Regions from separate parts of the Ovis aries genome. Here region 2 is linked to region 1. The links are chromatin contacts, called in public Hi-C maps. All regions are on one chromosome and are shown on one strand. The core of a region is the stretch at or near the end of the contact, and the rest is flanking DNA. Distances in the headings are between cores, read along the strand shown.

Evidence for each region. Hi-C and Micro-C count contacts between places; a contact is called where the count stands out from the background.
Region 2: a Hi-C map of liver shows a contact between it and region 1, with 8 times the contacts expected there. The contact joins the promoter of FNDC3A here to the enhancer-like site in region 1. A contact is called at or near these places in 6 of 16 Hi-C or Micro-C datasets (blood, liver and tail adipose tissue).

What each region holds. Positions count from the first base shown.
Region 1 is chr10:18,844,054-18,847,297 of ARS-UI_Ramb_v3.0, forward strand. No RefSeq gene overlaps it. Among named protein-coding and RNA genes, the nearest start is that of TRNAC-GCA, 22 kb to the left of the region's middle. Within about 2 kb of position 1,603, at least 27 of the 54 cell types and tissues checked have an H3K27ac peak or open chromatin away from gene starts, as enhancers often do. A contact at or near this core is called in liver, where this site is marked.
Region 2 is chr10:19,058,764-19,062,164 of ARS-UI_Ramb_v3.0, forward strand. FNDC3A (fibronectin type III domain containing 3A) reads left to right here and starts at 1,771. Exons shown (of 26, transcript XM_042254706.1): 1 at 1,771-1,861.

The DNA of each region.
Region 1 (3,244 bases), core at 353-2,852:
ATTCTCCAGGCAAGAATATTGCCTGGAGTGGGCCGCCATGCTCCTCTGCAGGGAATCTTCCCAACCTAGGGATTGAACCTGCATCTCTTAAATCTCCTGCTTTGGCAGGCGGGTTCTTTACCACTCACACCGCCTAGGAAGCCCCATTTTCCTTATGAAAGTAAAAAGTGAAAGTGGCTCAGTTGTGTCTGACTCCTCATGACCCCATAGACTATAGACTGCCAGGCTCCTCTGTCCACGGAACTCTCCAAGCAAGAGCACTGGAGTGGGTAGCCACATTATGAGTATTTTCTTTGCAGTTCTTTTTTTTTATTTTCCAAATTTTCCACAGTGAGTTTGTAATGATAATTGGAAATCTTGTTATTTTCATTTTTTTAAAAAAGAAACACATACGACCATCCCTTTCTTCCACCCCTCTTGCTGAATTTCACCTCTTGGCCATGTTCATTTTCCAGACAAGAAGTTAGGCTCCTCTCTGCCTGCTTCCATCTCACTTCCAATATCTGAAATCCCTTTATTTCTGTTGAGAGCAGCTCACTTCCCACTCCCCACACCTGCCCCAGGGGAAGATCATGCTTTTAGGATTTAGGGATGGAGAATTTTCGGATGCTCCCCACAGGTTAGCCCCACTGGCAGAGGCCATGCATGGGTGGAGAGAGGGACTCTTTGGTACAGAGCTAGACCAAGGCATGGTCTGAACCCCACGAACACCCGTGTCACCTCCCCTGTAAGGAACTGTCCAGTGCCAAACAGTTGAGTTCTCAGTTCCCAGCTTCCATTGTCACCCGGGTCAGTAAATGGATCAAACAGAAAGTGAGAAAATGTGAGCTGTGATGACTTTGAGAACCACCGATGCGAAGAGGCGTCTCATTGGAAAAGACCTTGATGCTGGGAAAGGTTGAAGGCAAGAGGAGAAGACGGCGACAGAGGATGAGATGGTTGGATGGCATCAATGGACATGAGTCTGAGCAGACTCGGTGACAGTGAAGGACAGGGAAGCCTGGCGTCCTGCAGTCCATGGGGTCGCAAAGGGTTGGATACGACCCTTTGCGACTGAATGACAACAAGGGAGACTATCCGCAGATTCCCTGTTAGCCACAGATCCTCTCTGCTATTGTCACTTAAGGTCCCCAGGCCAGACCTATGACAGTCTGGTAAATCAGGCCTGGTTGGCCACGTTAACTTCATCCTTCAGATCAAACGTCTAGTCCGTGGTTAGAAATTCTTTTTTCCCATTTTAGATAGAATCTGCATAGCAGACTACTCTGCATAGCAGAGTAAGCCTCCCGCAGGCTGGAATCAGAAGGCTACGCTGTCACCTGCAGACATCTCCAGGGGGGCTGGGGGAATGTTAGTGATAAGGAATTGTTTACTGGGTGCCTCCAGCTAGGGTACCAGCCCTGGAGGAAGAGCAGCAGAACAGGCACTAACGAGCAAGAGAAGGCAGGGTCAGAAATGGCCATTAGCTCAGAGAACTAGGCTTGCTGACCAGAAAGCTCGGGAAAAAATTGCAAAATGCTTTCAGGCTGGGCTCCCAGTGCAGAATAATAAGCCTGGTGACGAAGGCGCTTTCGCTGTGAACTCCACCCCTTGGTGACCGAGCCCCGCCCCTTGGTGACCGAGCCCCACCCCTTGAGGACCGAGCCCCGCCCCTTGGCTGCGCAATAGCCAGCCCTGAGAGGCGACCAAGACCCCAGCAGCTCAGGCCACAGAAAGGAAGGTGTGGTGAGGAAAGAGACCAGTAGCATAGACTTTCTGAGGAGCTCTGACTGTTAGAACACCTTAGAGTCCGCTGCCAGCGAGAGAGGGCAGAAACGGCAGGATCCAGCACGTTTGTGCTTAATCCGGAGGAAAACAAACACACTGGCTAAGGAGGGGGCCGCTGCAGAGGTGGAGAAATAGTGACCAGCTGCCCGTTCTGTCCTTGGACCAATTGGGAGAAAGCCCTCCCTCACCAGTTGGTCAGGAGTGGCAGCAAAAGGGAAAGCTCCCCCCGCTTCCCCATCCCCCTCCCCCAAAGCCAGACTATAAGCGCTGCTAGGTTCCAAGAACGCAGAGACCCTGTGTGTTTTCTTTTGCCGTTCACTCTGCAGCCCCAAGACTGTGGCTGAAACATCATAGATGCTCAGAAAATATTTGTTGTCCTGAGGGAGAAACAAAGTGGAAAACCAGAAGCTAGAAAATCTGCAAGTGCAGTGAGGGTCATTTCTTACTTCTCTCTGTTCCCCTGACCTGGATTTCAGGCCCTTCTGAGTATGTGATTTTAGACGGGCTGCCATTTCTCATGACCTCATGCTTAGTTTGGGTTTGGTTTTTCATTTATAAGGTGATGATAGCAATACTTCATAGGGTTCTTGTCAGGGTTAAATGAGGTAATGTATACTGAAGAGATTTGTAAACTGTAAAGTGTTAGATAAATGCTAACTTTCTGCTGTTTTGTGAGGATGGTATGATGACGTTGAGGATGGTGATAGCAATGATGAAACAATGATGGTTTCTTTTGGAAGAGAAGGTTGTGAAACTCTGAAGCGAACTTAAGAGAATTTCGTATGTGGAACCAGAGTGGATGTGTTGATGGAGAGAAAGGGTCACAGGAGCCAGAGACCCCAGTGCAGAATTTTGCTCACGTGGCTTGTGTGGTCACCCTTTATGTTGCTAAATTTGAACTCTGGGTTAGGAAAGCTCATTTAGAGCAAGGAGCGTCTTTCACTCCTGTTTGTTCTTCATGCCCCTTACACAGTACGTTGTTCATAAACAAGCAGTAAACATTTGTTGTGGGGGAAATAACGAATGAATGACTTGATGAAGGGGGACATAGCTGCAGTGGGCAAAGAGCAATGAGAATATTATGTGGGCAGAGATTGCTCCCTGAAAGTAATTTGTTCAGGCAGAATCAAAACTGATCTTGTCACTTCCTAATTTAAAAACTCCATTGATTCTTCACTGCTCAAAAAATGAAGTTCAAGTGTATTAGGAGGGCATACGAGGCCCTTTAGAAACTAGATCCAACCTCTCTCTCTCTTTTTTTTTAAGAATATTTATTTACCTATTTAGCTGCATCGTGTCCTAGATGTAGCACGCAAGCGTTTTGTTGCAGAGCGTGAGCTTCTCTCCAGTTGTGGTTCAAACTCACTAGTTGTAGCACAACCTTAGTTGTCCTTCTGCATGTGAGATCTTAGTCCCCTCACCAGGGGTCAAACCTATGTCCCCTGCATTGGAAAATGGATTCTTAACTACTGGACCA
Region 2 (3,401 bases), core at 521-3,020, 210 kb after region 1:
TGGTATTCTGAATTACGTCTTCAGTTCAGTTCAGTTCAGTCGCTCAGTCGTGTCCGACTCCTTGCGACCCCATGAATCGCAGCACGCCAGACCTCCCTGTCCATCACCATCTCCCAGAGTTCACTCAGACTCACGTCCATCTAGTCAGTGATGCCATCCAGCCATCTCATCCTCTGTCATCCCCTTCTCCTCCTGCCCCCAATCCCTCCCAGCATCAGTCTTTTCCAATGAGTCAACTCTTCGCATGAGGTGGCCAAAGTGCTGGAATTTCAGCTTGAGCATTATTCCTTCCAAAGAAATCCCAGGGCTGATCTCCTTCAGAATGGACTGGTTGGATCTCCTTGCAGTCCAAGGGACTCTCAAGAATCTTCTCCAACACCACAGTTCAAAAGCATCAATTCTTCAGCACTCAGCCTTCTTCACAGTCCAACTCTCACATCCATACATGACCACTGGAAAAACCATAGCCGTGACTAGACGGACCTTAGTTGGCAAAGTAATGTCTCTGCTTTTGAATATGCTATCTAGGTTGGTCATAACTTTTCTTCCAAGGAGTAAGCGTCTTTTAATTTCATGGCTGCAGTCACCATCTGCAGTGATTTTGGAGCCCCAAAAAATAAAGTCTGACACTGTTTCCACTGTTTCCCCATCTATTTCCCATGAAGTGATGGGACCGGATGCCATGTCTTAGTCTCCTCCAAAATAGCTTTTCTTTCTTGTTGTGCCTATACATGTAGGTATGCCCCAAATATAATTTTTAATAATATAGTTTTTTTAATGAACTTTTTCCCCCTTACCCCCACACCAATGGCAAAGGAATTAAATCTTGAGGGATAGATTACAAGATTCTGTCTTTTTAAAAAGCTCCTGAATAGGAAGCTTTGGAAATTACTTAGAGTTGGCTTTGGAAACCACTAGCTTAGTCTCAGACCAAATAGAGCTAGGGAAGCAATATGGAGAAGCCACCCAACTCACCCACGCTCTGATAAGTCCTATTTTAAAACATACAGTTATGCTTCAGTTATTCAGAGATCAGCTTTCCAGCAATTGTCTGGAAGAGGGCCAAATCTGAAAGTTAAGAAAAGGAAACACCTCTCTCTCTTGCAGGAAAAGAACTTTTGAGAGTGAACAACAATGAAAATATCTCAAGATACCACTTGATACAGAGTCACTGTCCTATTTACTGATGGGAAGAAGAGGAAGAAACCAAATCTCTCATTGGCTGATTGTGGGTATAAACACCTCATCAATCATTACCTGGAGCTATAGAGATAAAGCACAGAAGAAAGGAGAAAAGAGTAAAAAATAAACAGTAAAGTAGAAAGGATGAGAGGAAGGATCTGAGTGGTTCAAGAGGCAGGTGAGAAGAGGAGAAGCAGTAACAGATATTAGAAAAGGTAATGAGAACATTCCAAAGAGAAGAAAACAGAGATCACCTAAGAGACCCTATATACCTCAGCAATCCTTTGGGACTTTAGGTTATGGCCAAGGTATGGCATCTGATGGCCAGTCATCAACAAAGGATTTCATTAACCATTGTATCCCTTAAGGTAGGGAATAAATACATTTTCAGAGAATTCCTGTTAAAAGGTGGAGGAAAAAAGCACTGTTATTTTTGAAAGGCAGCACAATTAATAAACCGAAATAAAACCAGACAAAGAAGCCTGGTTACATCGCCATTGTTTCTGAAGGGTCAGTTCCTGGGTTAGACTCCCTGTCCCAAGGACTACCCCTAGAACCCGCAAAAGGAAGCAGCCCAGGGCAGCCCTCAGGCATTATTGCAGCGCCCCCAGTCGCTGGAGGTTCAGGGAAATCTCGGCTGCGTTCCCTTCCAGGTCTTCAGGCTGTTGCACAAATTAAGGTAATGGGATTCCATGCGATTTGACTGGGGAAGAGGCCAAAAAACTAACCCCTACATTTTCAACTGGAGTAAATATCTAAGTGTTTTTGCTTGCTGAGGAGATCCCGGGCACTAAAGCGTTTGGAATTGAAAACATCCAAGCCCACTTCGGTTGGCTTCCTGTTCCTTGGGGGAGTGTCTTTAAAAGCACCTGCCGGCATCAAGTTTTGTGCTTTCGGAAAGAGGCAGACCCGGTGCGCCTCACAAGGAGTCTTTTAGAGTTTGGACTGAGAAATTGTGTGAGTGGTCCCAGGAACGTCCATTACTAACTCATTTCCCTAGTGTCGCCAGCAGCCTGGCCGCCGCGGCGGCTACGACGACTCGGGCGCAGTCGGGCCTCGGGAGAGAGCCCGGAGCCCGAGAGGGCGGTGGGCGTCCCGGGTTGCGGCGAGGTGGGGCTACTCGGCCGCCCGGCGCTCCGAGGAAAGACCCGCCGGGCGGCCGGCGCGGGCGCGGGGCGGGGACGCGGGGTCCGGGCCGGCCGGGGGCGCCGTCGGCGGGGCTCGCGCAGCCGCACTCGGCGAGCCGAGTCCGGGCTCCTCCTCCCGGCTCCGTAGTAAGCATGGCGGCGGCGGCGTTCGCGGTCCCTCGGGTGAAACAGAAAGCGGGAGCTACGCGGAGAGGGAGCGAGGAGCGGGGCTGAGGCGGCGCCGTCACTGCCGGGAAACCACCCCAACAGTCAGTGCGCCAGCGGCTGCGGCGGCCCCGAGAGCTGGCCCTGCCGCTGAGGTGGAGCGAGGACGATCAGGAACCCGAAGAAGAGGCACCGGGGTAGCCGCCTTCCTCCGCCTCAGAGCGGCGTGACTCGGAGGTGAGAGCGCGGGCGCTCCCTTCGGGAAAGGCGGGCGAGACTGAGGCGTCCCGGTCCCGTCGCGCCCCGGGGCAGGCGTCACGGAAACCGTTAGGCTGAGTGTGAAGGGCCGGGGCTCCGAGCGGGGGTTCGGGCCCGTCGAGGGGCGCGGCCCACCCCGTCCTGGGGGCGCGCGCTCTGCCGAGCGGGGGCAGTGGGCCGCGGGCGGGACGCATCCGCTTGTCGGGCACCTGCCGGGCCCGAGTCTCTCCGGGAGGCGCTCGCGGGGGCGCGGCCACGGCCCCGCCACCAGCCCGCGGAGGCGGCGCGGGGGCGCGGGCGGTCCTCCCTCCGCCCCCCCTGGCCGGCGGCCCGCGGCGAGCAGCGCCGCTCCTGGCGGCGCGGGGGTCGAGTGCCGGAGCCCTCCCGGAGAGGATCGCCGAGCGTCCGCAGCGCCCGGGCTTGTGGCCGCCCGGCGGCCGCCGAACTTGAACGCCCCTCTCAAGAGACTCTCCCCCCGCGCCTGTTGGGGTTCAAACCTCGAAAACCCGGCCCGGTGTGTTTGATCTTGTTTGGCTGGTGCCGGTACCTGGCCGTTCCTCAGCGGGCTGAGTTAACCACCTGTTCAGTCGCGGGGGGGTTGGACTCCAGGCTGCAGTCCTCGCCCTGTTAAACAACCTGGATCTTTGAACTTCTGACACGGCGGTGGAA